Regions from separate parts of the Mus musculus genome. Here all the other regions are linked to region 2. Evidence: chromatin contacts called from public HiCAR-type data. All regions are on one chromosome and are shown on one strand. Each heading gives the region's core, a stretch centred on a gene start, on an enhancer-like site or on the middle of the called end of the contact. The rest is flanking DNA. Distances are from core to core; before and after follow the strand shown.

The links. HiCAR-type assays count read pairs that join an accessible place to other places.
Region 1: a contact with region 2 is called in a HiCAR-type map of fibro-adipogenic progenitors, with 4 times the contacts expected there. The contact joins two enhancer-like sites. A contact is called at or near these places in 1 of 15 datasets of contacts at CTCF or cohesin (the NIH/3T3 cell line), 5 of 484 Hi-C or Micro-C datasets (cardiomyocytes, nephron progenitors and uterus), 1 of 115 datasets of contacts at active chromatin or transcription factors (fibro-adipogenic progenitors) and 1 of 9 other capture datasets (embryonic trunk).
Region 3: a contact with region 2 is called in a HiCAR-type map of fibro-adipogenic progenitors, with 9 times the contacts expected there. The contact joins two enhancer-like sites. A contact is called at or near these places in 87 of 484 Hi-C or Micro-C datasets (the AML12 cell line, the AtT-20 cell line, the Ba/F3 cell line and 51 more), 10 of 115 datasets of contacts at active chromatin or transcription factors (craniofacial prominence, embryonic basal ganglia, embryonic fibroblasts and 6 more) and 3 of 9 other capture datasets (embryonic stem cells, embryonic tail and embryonic trunk).

What each region holds. Positions count from the first base shown.
Region 1 is chr1:163,220,123-163,223,324 of GRCm38.p6, forward strand. No RefSeq gene overlaps it. Among named protein-coding and RNA genes, the nearest start is that of Gm20471, 58 kb to the right of the region's middle. Within about 2 kb of position 1,804, at least 9 of the 459 cell types and tissues checked have an H3K27ac peak or open chromatin away from gene starts, as enhancers often do. A contact at or near this core is called in fibro-adipogenic progenitors, where this site is marked.
Region 2 is chr1:163,892,323-163,895,269 of GRCm38.p6, forward strand. The region is part of intron 19 of Kifap3 (kinesin-associated protein 3); the gene reads left to right. Among named protein-coding and RNA genes, the nearest start is that of Scyl3, 36 kb to the right of the region's middle. Within about 2 kb of position 1,684, at least 9 of the 459 cell types and tissues checked have an H3K27ac peak or open chromatin away from gene starts, as enhancers often do. A contact at or near this core is called in fibro-adipogenic progenitors, where this site is marked.
Region 3 is chr1:163,155,753-163,158,561 of GRCm38.p6, forward strand. No RefSeq gene overlaps it. Among named protein-coding and RNA genes, the nearest start is that of Gm22434, 39 kb to the left of the region's middle. Within about 2 kb of position 1,294, at least 4 of the 459 cell types and tissues checked have an H3K27ac peak or open chromatin away from gene starts, as enhancers often do. A contact at or near this core is called in fibro-adipogenic progenitors, where this site is marked.

The DNA.
Region 1 (3,202 bases), core at 554-3,053, 670 kb before region 2:
ACAATATGAACTACCCAGTACCCCCTAGAGCTCGTGTCTCTAGCTGCATATGTATCAGAAGATGGCCTAGTCGGCCATCAGTGGAAAGAGAGGCTCATTGGTCGTGCAAACTTTATATGCCTCAGTACAGGGGAACGCCAGGGCCAAGAAGTGGGAGTGGGTGGGTAGGGGAGTGGGGGGAGCGTATGGAGGACTTTTGTGATAGCACAGGAAATGTAAATGAAGAAAATACCTAATAAAAATTAAAAAATAAAAAAAGAAGATACTTGAGAGAGATGTCTTCACTAATTTATCATAAGCCTGACATAAAACAAGTACTTATTGAACAACTATCAGAATAAATCCACAAGCATAAATGGGAATGAATGGCTTATATTTCTTACTTACCCTCGTTACTTAAATTTGTCTAGTAATAATTATTTTGTAGAATCAAAATATTCCCAGATGATATGATTCCAAGGCTCCTAAGGTATTATCAACAAAACCAAAAGTTATCTTTATTATTTTAGGATATTTTTAAGGTTGCTTAAAGTAACATATATTATTTCCAAGTGAAAGTGAACTTTGCTGGGTCTTTCCTGGAGGGGAGGATAGTCAGTCATGGTTGTTGCTTGCTCATTCTGTGCTCAACAGTGTGCTGAGAGCTTTCTGGGTAAATGTTACTGGGTCTTTACAGTGGCCCAGTGAGGTGACTGGCACCCATTTTATGATAAAGTTTAGTAACTTCCTTTGGAGCTACATGGTTAGTAAGCAGCAACGAGTTTAGCCTCAACAATCTAGTTGTAGAATTCTTGACTACTATGGTTCACTACCCTTTAGTTGAATGAAAGTCTTGATCTGTATGAACTGTAAATGGTTTTGCTACTATCCTTTGATTTAACTCTCACTCCTTATTGCATTTACATGTGAGCATGGGATCAAGTCCATTTATATTCTACAGAATGAATTTAGCATTAATTGTATCCAATGAATTAAATTCCCTAAATGCTTGCATCTATTCTTGTCATGAGATCCAGTGATGCCATTTGTGAACAGTTTCTTTTCTATAAATGTGAGCAAGAATTCATATAGAATTGAAACTACTTCTTAAATCTCGGGGCTAAGTGATTTTCAGGGTCCAGTGGAAAATGGAAATTCAAGGCTCTTGGTCTCAAAAACTAAGGTGGAAATCAATTGAAAAAGATACCTGAGATTATCTTCTGGCTTCCACATGCATGCATAGATACATGCATGTGTATCAAAACACATATATGTACACAAGCAAACACACACGAGAGAGAGAGAGAGAGAGAGAGAGAGAGAGAGAGAGAGAGAGAGAGAGAGAGAGAGAGAGAGAGAGTTTGTGTGTTATAGCCACTGCAATCACAGTAATTGGTTCTATTTTACCAAGGAATAAACAGATGGGGAACTATTAAGTGACTTCCGTAAAAACACTTAGCCAGTGAATCGAGGTGCTACTAGTAAAGCCTAGAGCCACCTGCTGCCAAACACCATGGTTTTTCCATTATGCCACATCACCCGTTTTACAGAAATGGAAAAACCACAATCAGTCACGGACCAATAAGTAGAATTGTAAGACATTTAATTTTGGCTTTAAAGAATTTAAAGCTTGCCCTTGTTTCTCCTGTGTCTTCTCTGCGAATCTCTCATTCTCCAACCTGGGCACAATTCTGGAGATGAAAAAGACAGTTCATGATGGCTTTTTTTTTTTTTTTTTAGGAATGGAACATCATCTGTGGCTGGGTGAGCTCCCTACTGGGAATGCTGTCATGGTCATTCTCAAATATCAGGGCAGATGCAATCTATTAGGCATTACAACGCCAGCTGTTGTTTTATATCATTAGACTTGTAACCAACTGGGAAAATCTACTTCTGCCAAGAAGTGAGTCTCCAGGCTCTGCAACAAATATCAATTCCAATTTGGTTGAAGTGATGCAGGGTCATTTTTTTTTTCCTCTCTTTTTCATGGTTTCAGAAGTGATTCTCTGTACATTGGTTGGAGCCCAACCTGAACTATGTCACATTTTCCATTTAGCATTAAGAAGATGTACACTTACATGGACTCCTAAAACAGAGTTGGATACATATTTTCCACCAAGTCTGAAGCCTCTGGGCATTGTCCAGAGTCTTCTCTGCCCTCGTCCTCTAATGTGGATCTGAGCATAAAACTCGCCTGAGACTGAGCTAAGAGTAGAACATGATTTGCAGACCCAGTCATCTTGCCTCGGAAAGGGAAAAAAAAAGAATTACAATTTGCTTCTCTCTTTCTCTCTCTCTCTCTCTCTCTCTCTCTCTCTCTCTCTCTCTCCCCCCCCCTCTCTTTGTTATTACCAAGTCAGAAATTCACAAGTGGCTCTCCTTGGCAACTTGATCCTGAGTCTGACAGCCATGTGATGATTTCATAGCATTTTAGAATCATGAGGTGTTAGCCTTGGAAGGGACCTTAGATCATGTCATCTCAATGCTTCATTTCACATAGATGTTCAGGGACGTTTGAGGTGGCATAAGTCATTAAGCCAGCAAACAAGCCGGCCCTGGGTCTGAGTTGCTGCTCATCATCTGCTTCTCTTTCCATTACTCCATACCCGTCTTTACTTGGTTCATGACAAATTCCATTTGTTCTTACTCTATACACAGTTTCATTTCAACAGGGAAGCTCTCCGAATGGGAAAACTTAAATTACTACAATTTTAATTAGCACGTATTTACCTTTAAAAATATTCAGTAAAGCACTCAGCATGCTTTCGTCTACATAGGAACCCTTAAGTCCTTGCATCCATGGACTAAGTCAACAAAGATTTGTTGACCACTGACAAAACATAACACATTTTATGAGGATATGAGTCACTGTTGATTTCTACCAGAATATAATCCCTAGCCTGAAGGAGTTTAAACTCTGGAGGCATAGATATAAAGTAATAATTTTAATAAATGTTCAATTTATATTTGTCTCCACTAATGTATTTATTTATTCACATTACATCTGGATGGAAGCTGCTCCTGTCCTCCCATCTCCCTGTTACACAGCACCTCTCCCATCCCTATCCCTTCTCAGAGAAGAAGTGGGAGGCAGCCTCGCTGGGTACCAACCCACCCTGCCACATCAAGTCACTGCAGGACCAAACACATCCTCTCCCACTGCAGCCAAACAGGGCAGCAAAGTTAGGGGAACAGGATCCACAGGCAAGCCACAGATTCAAAA
Region 2 (2,947 bases), core at 434-2,933:
TCTTAGTTTCTCATATGTAGGAGATAAACTTTAAAACTCATTAAATAATATCAAATCAAAATGCTGATTATGCACAAAAGAAGTTACTTGATATGCACTCACTGATAAGTGGATATTAGCCCAGAAACCTAGAATATCCAAGATACAACTTCCAAAACACAAGAAAATCAAGAAGGAAAACCAACTCGTGGATACTTCATTCCTCCTTAGAATAGGGAATAAAATATCCATGGAAGGAGTTGCAGAGACAAAGTTTAGAGCTAAGACCAAAGGATGAACCATCCAGAGACTGCCCCACCTGGAGGTCCATCCCATAATCAGCCACCAAACGCAGACACTATTGCATACACCAGCAAGATTTTGCTGAAAGGACCCTGATATAGCTGTCTCTTGTGAGGCTTTGCCAGTGCCTGGCAAATACAGAAGTGGATGCTCACAGTCATCTATAGGATGGAACACAGGGCCCCCAATGAAGGAGCTAGAGAAAGTACCCAAGAGCTGAAGGGGTCTGCAACTCTATAGGTGGAACAACAATACGAGCTAATCAGTACCCCCAGAACTTGTATCTCTAGCTGCATATGTAGCAGAAGATGGCCTAGTTGGCCATCATTGGGAAGAGAGGACACTTGGTCTAGCAAACTTTATATGTCCCAGTACAGGGAGGGGGAAAGCCAGGGCCAAGAAGTGAGAGTGAGTGGTTGGGGAGCAGGGTAGGGGGGAGGATATAGGGGACTTTTGGGATAGCATTTGAAATGTAAATGAAGAAAATATCCAATTAAAAAAAGCAAAAAAAATGCTGATTATGAAAATTTCCATTTTATTAACTGACTTTAAATAATATAAGAATATATTTCCATAAATGTTCCATTCACTAACCTGAAATTGTTGTCTTTAACTCTCACCTCTCCTGGTGTTGAAAAGACAAAGAACTTAGGCTGTGGATTTAAAATCTGACAAGCCTGGTTACCCTTAGAGGGAAGAAGTGCTGCCTCTGGAGCCTCTCCCTAAGTCAGGGAAATATCCAGATTACCTACCAACTCTTCCCTGCTTCCTCATCATTGTCTTGAGGACAGCTAAACCTAGCAAAGTTATGTAGGGAAGAATAGTAAAAGATTAATGCGGAAACAGGAGCATTGTCTCATCAACACTATTTGTAGTGATTGGCAGTGGCATGTATGACAGAGCATGAGAAAGTTACAGCAATGGGAAGTGCCACCGCCACTCGACTTCCATGGCTTTCAGGCTTTATTACGGGAACATTTCAATTTGAGTAGCTTCCTGTAAAGCAGTTGATCCCGGGTGCCTGCTAGGTAAAGAATTAATTTTTATGTTTGATAATTAAAAGATATATGAATTAAAATCTGAGAAACTAAGCCAAATTGAAAAAAGTGTTAAGACCTAATCTATATCGTTGCTTTTCCTAAGCTCAAGTCAAAGGTGCTTCGTAGTCTGAGGGTCTGCATTTCTGTAATGTGGTGAGTCAGTTTAATTGGAAACAGTGAAAGCTGTTAAACTCATCTATCTCATTCTACAAGAGAGACCGGACGTTTGATAAAATAGATACTGGCAGTTGGACAGCAAATCCTTGGCTTTAGACACGTGTCACTATTGGTTTGAACCTCTTGGCGCCAGGGTTTCCCGACATTTAGAGCTAATGCAAAATGCATTAGGGCTCCAAGGCATTAGCTCTGAGGTTGCCAATCACAGTGTCAAATGTAAATCTCCCCAGCTCTGAACTGGGGTTGGGAGTGAAGTGGAACTTGGTATTGAAGCTAATTAAAAATAATGGGAGCAAGGCAAGGTTTTTGGTTGTTTTTTTTTTTTTTTAATGTTATGTACTATGTATTCATGCCATATTTTTGGACATTTTTTTATTATAACTCTTACTTTTCAAGACTAACAAGAACCTCATGTTGAGAGTATTCTTAAACTGCTTCCAGCTTTTACAAATCAGTTTTTGTTGCAGTAAAAATGGTCCATTTTCCTTTTATAGGAATCCAATTTTCATAAACTGGAAAAAAAAAACGCAGTCTGCTTCAGTTTCCTTGGGGCTTTGAAAAATATTTTTCAGAGAGCCTGGCGCTCTTTGTTATTGGTAGGATGATGTCATCACTGACCATCTCGCTGAGGTCAGAGTGAAGTGGACTCGCCCATGACCTGTTCCCTGCTTCATACGCCTTCGTTTTCTGTGTGTTAGTTACAACCTCTTGTCTTTTTTCTTAGCGTATTTACTGTTATTTGTTTTGTGCTTGAGCTTATATATTATACATGTATGCCTTTCACTGAAGCCTCCTTATCTTGTGAACCATTAAATAACGGCTGAAGTGTTAGTTTCAGGATCATAATGAAGTAGCAGATTATTTCTCTGAATGAAAGAATCATTTAGACCATAAATTTTAACCATAAATTACACTTCCATATTGACTGTACCTGCCATGGCATGCATGTGGAGATGAGAGGGAAACTGCAGGCATCAGTCCTTTCCTTTCATCATGGACCCCAAGTATTAAATGCGGGTGGTCAGACCTGCTAGGAAGCATCCTTATACTACCAACCACTTAGTTTTTCATGTGTTGTTTTTCCTATCACTAGGATTCTGTGTATACAAGTGAGAGTCACTTCTTTCACTCTAAGGCTGCCCTTATCCCCCATCAAAACCCTAACTTACCAGGTTTAGGACAAGGCCATTATCAAACAATATATAATCTTAAAAATAAAATAACTCATTCAGTGTCCTGTATATTTAATGCACTGCTAAACTTCTATACACTGAGTTCTTGACGTGGTTATATGTGTAGGTCCCCAAAACACCTTAGTTCTGGAGACTTGCAGGCATGTTTAAAAGAACTGCTTATAGGTTTAAATAAAGTTTTTTTTAAAGCCTTGATTAAAAGAAATACAGAAGAGGGGCTGGAGAAATGGCTCAGCAGTTAAGAGCACCACCGCT
Region 3 (2,809 bases), core at 44-2,543, 740 kb before region 2:
TATTTGTCCTTTTATGATCGGTATTCTAAGTGATTATCTATGCATTAAACTTTATCTTGCAAAATAAATGCCTCCTTAGTATCCAGAAATACATCATCAATATTGACCACGGAACTCTGGCCATCTCTACCTAACTGTTGTACAAACCAAGTTTCTCAGGACAAAATCTTGGAGTGAACGTTTATCTTTCTCTCCTACATTTTTCCTTTTAAAATCCAATCCATCATCAAGCCTGATTTTTTTTCTTCAACAACATCTGAAATATGATTCATTCAGAGCCAACCCATGCTACAAAGAGGCAGGGAAAGGTTTCCCTGGCTTCTCAATGATGGTGGGGACAATTTTTGTACATATTTGTCAAAACCCATTGAGGGTTGGGATGCAACTCAGTCATCAAGAGCACTGGTTTGATCCATTGTACCAAAAGGCAAAATCAAAACTGAACTTCATGCTCAGATCCTATATGCACCTTACACTGGATAAAGCCCACTCAGGTTTTTCTCTAATGCAAGAATATTCTGTGTTCACTCTCCAGGGTGTTGCTTCTTTGTGTTTTTAAATAAAATCTAATTTTCAATATTTTATGCCTTGATTTTCCATTTGCATCTGAAATGACTTTTGAAAGGCTGAATATTAGCACGTCTTTCTCTGCAGGCCTCTTCTAAAACGAGACTTGTTTCCATTTTTCCACAAGGACTTGGGCCACATAGTGTATCATGTAGCTGTCCACCTCCTGAGAATGCCATTGCAGCGGGTGCCATCTACTCTTGGAACAAGGACACTACCCCTTTCCAGAACTCTCTGCAATTGACCTTATACAGCACTTGATAATCACACTCTGCTCAGAATGCACTATGTGATGTTTTGATTCATATATGTATTAGTTGATGATCATGTCAGGGTGTGTCACATCCAATCATTTCATTATAATGAGTACATTAAAGATTTTCACACACACACCATATATATATGTATAAGTATGTATATGTATATATATATATTAATTTATTTATTTTGAGTCCCAGAAAGAACTCTGAACTGAATGCTGCAACACTGTGAGCAACTTAGACTTCCACACAAATTAACTCATCAGTGTTCACTGTCTCTAATGCCCCAAGCCAAAGAGATTTGGGCTAAGGGAAAGGAATAAAACCAGTTTAAAAGCTTTCAAGGAGACTGAGATGAGGCATCTTGGAGAAATTAGGATGAATACTGTACCCAGTAGGACCCAGAAAACGAGAGCTGAGAAGCTGAGTCCTCAGGGGGAAAAGGGAAGACCTGCTTTATGGGAGTCCCTGGCTCCCACCTACACTGAAACTCTCCAAGTACCACAGCTGTTACAGCCGAGTTACTGAATACAGAGCTGTGCTCTAAATGTCTAAATGCTCCTTGGACAATGAAATTTCATGTCGCTGTTCTGGGAACTAGGGCTATCCAGGATAACTGATTCCAATTATTTCCTTAACTTCTCACTTACAGCCAGCAAAACCAGGACTCAAATCTGAGGTTTCTAATTGTAAAACCCTTTCTCTGTTTTTAATACTAGGCTACCTCACAGCCTACTCACTCGGACTAGCCAGTGGTCATTATTAATAGTGAGGTCAACGATAGTACAGCCAGCTCGTGACAGCCAGTGACAGCTACTGTTGCTAATGGGTTGTTGAAATCAGTTGTATCACAGGCGTTGCATAAAATAGAAACCAGGAACTGCATGATCTGTCTTCATAGTCTTTTTGGTTTGCTCTTTAATAGCTCTTAAGCCAATTTCTTTCTCACCTTGGTGTTAGTTGAGTGCCATCAGTTGAAGAATGAAATTGCATCTTAGGGAGTTACTTCATGGTAACCTTAGAAAAATGGTTATTTTTTTATTGGATATTTTCTTTATTTACATTTCAAATGTTATCCCCTTTCCCAGTTTCTCCTTCAGAACCCTCATCCCATCCCTGTTCCCCTGCTTCTATGAGGGTGTTCTCCCACCCACCTACCCACTCCTGCTTCCCCACCCTGGCATTCCCCTACACTGGAGAATCAAGCCTTCACAGGACCAAGGGCGTCTCCTACCATTGATATGGGGCTGGAGCCATGGGTCCCTCTGTATGTACTCTTTGATTGGTAATTTAGTCCCTGGGAGCTCTGAGGTAGGGAGTCTGATTGGGAAAAAAATGGTTATTTTTAATCTTTTTGAAGAGTGGTTATATTTTAATTTTTGTCTAGAGAAAATGCTTCAAAACACCAGCCCTGTTTTGCTTCACCAATACTTAAAAGCCCTACAGTGATTTCCCAGGCGTATTTCCATAGAGAGGAAATCATAGATGTTACCTACATAGTTTCATGTCTGCTTTCAGACTTTAATCCCATCCTTTCAACTCCACGGTCTGGGTTTGTCAGCTTTCCTTTTCCGTGGCTGCCCTCCAGGCACAGACCTTCATCCTTCTATCTCTGCAATGAAACCTCTGCAAACTTGCCTATGTACTCTCTGCGTGACCTTCATATTGTGGCTCATGCATTATACATCGGGAAAGCCCATCTCGAGCCCACATTTTGGTTGGATTTATCCCATGCTTTCCTAAAACAGCATTTCGTCTCTCTGGAGCACTTATTTGACATTTGTTAGTGTGGTTCTTTGGTTACCATCTCCCCGTGTCTACACTGAGAATCATAAATATGCTTGTTTTGTTTGTTCTTGCAGCCCCAGCACTTGGCATATGAGACTCGTTAACAGTCATTTGCTAAATAAATGGCCTTAGCAGAGTACTTTGTTAACTGCTGCATCACACAATACACGTGGAGACAGGTAGTTAAAGTAAAA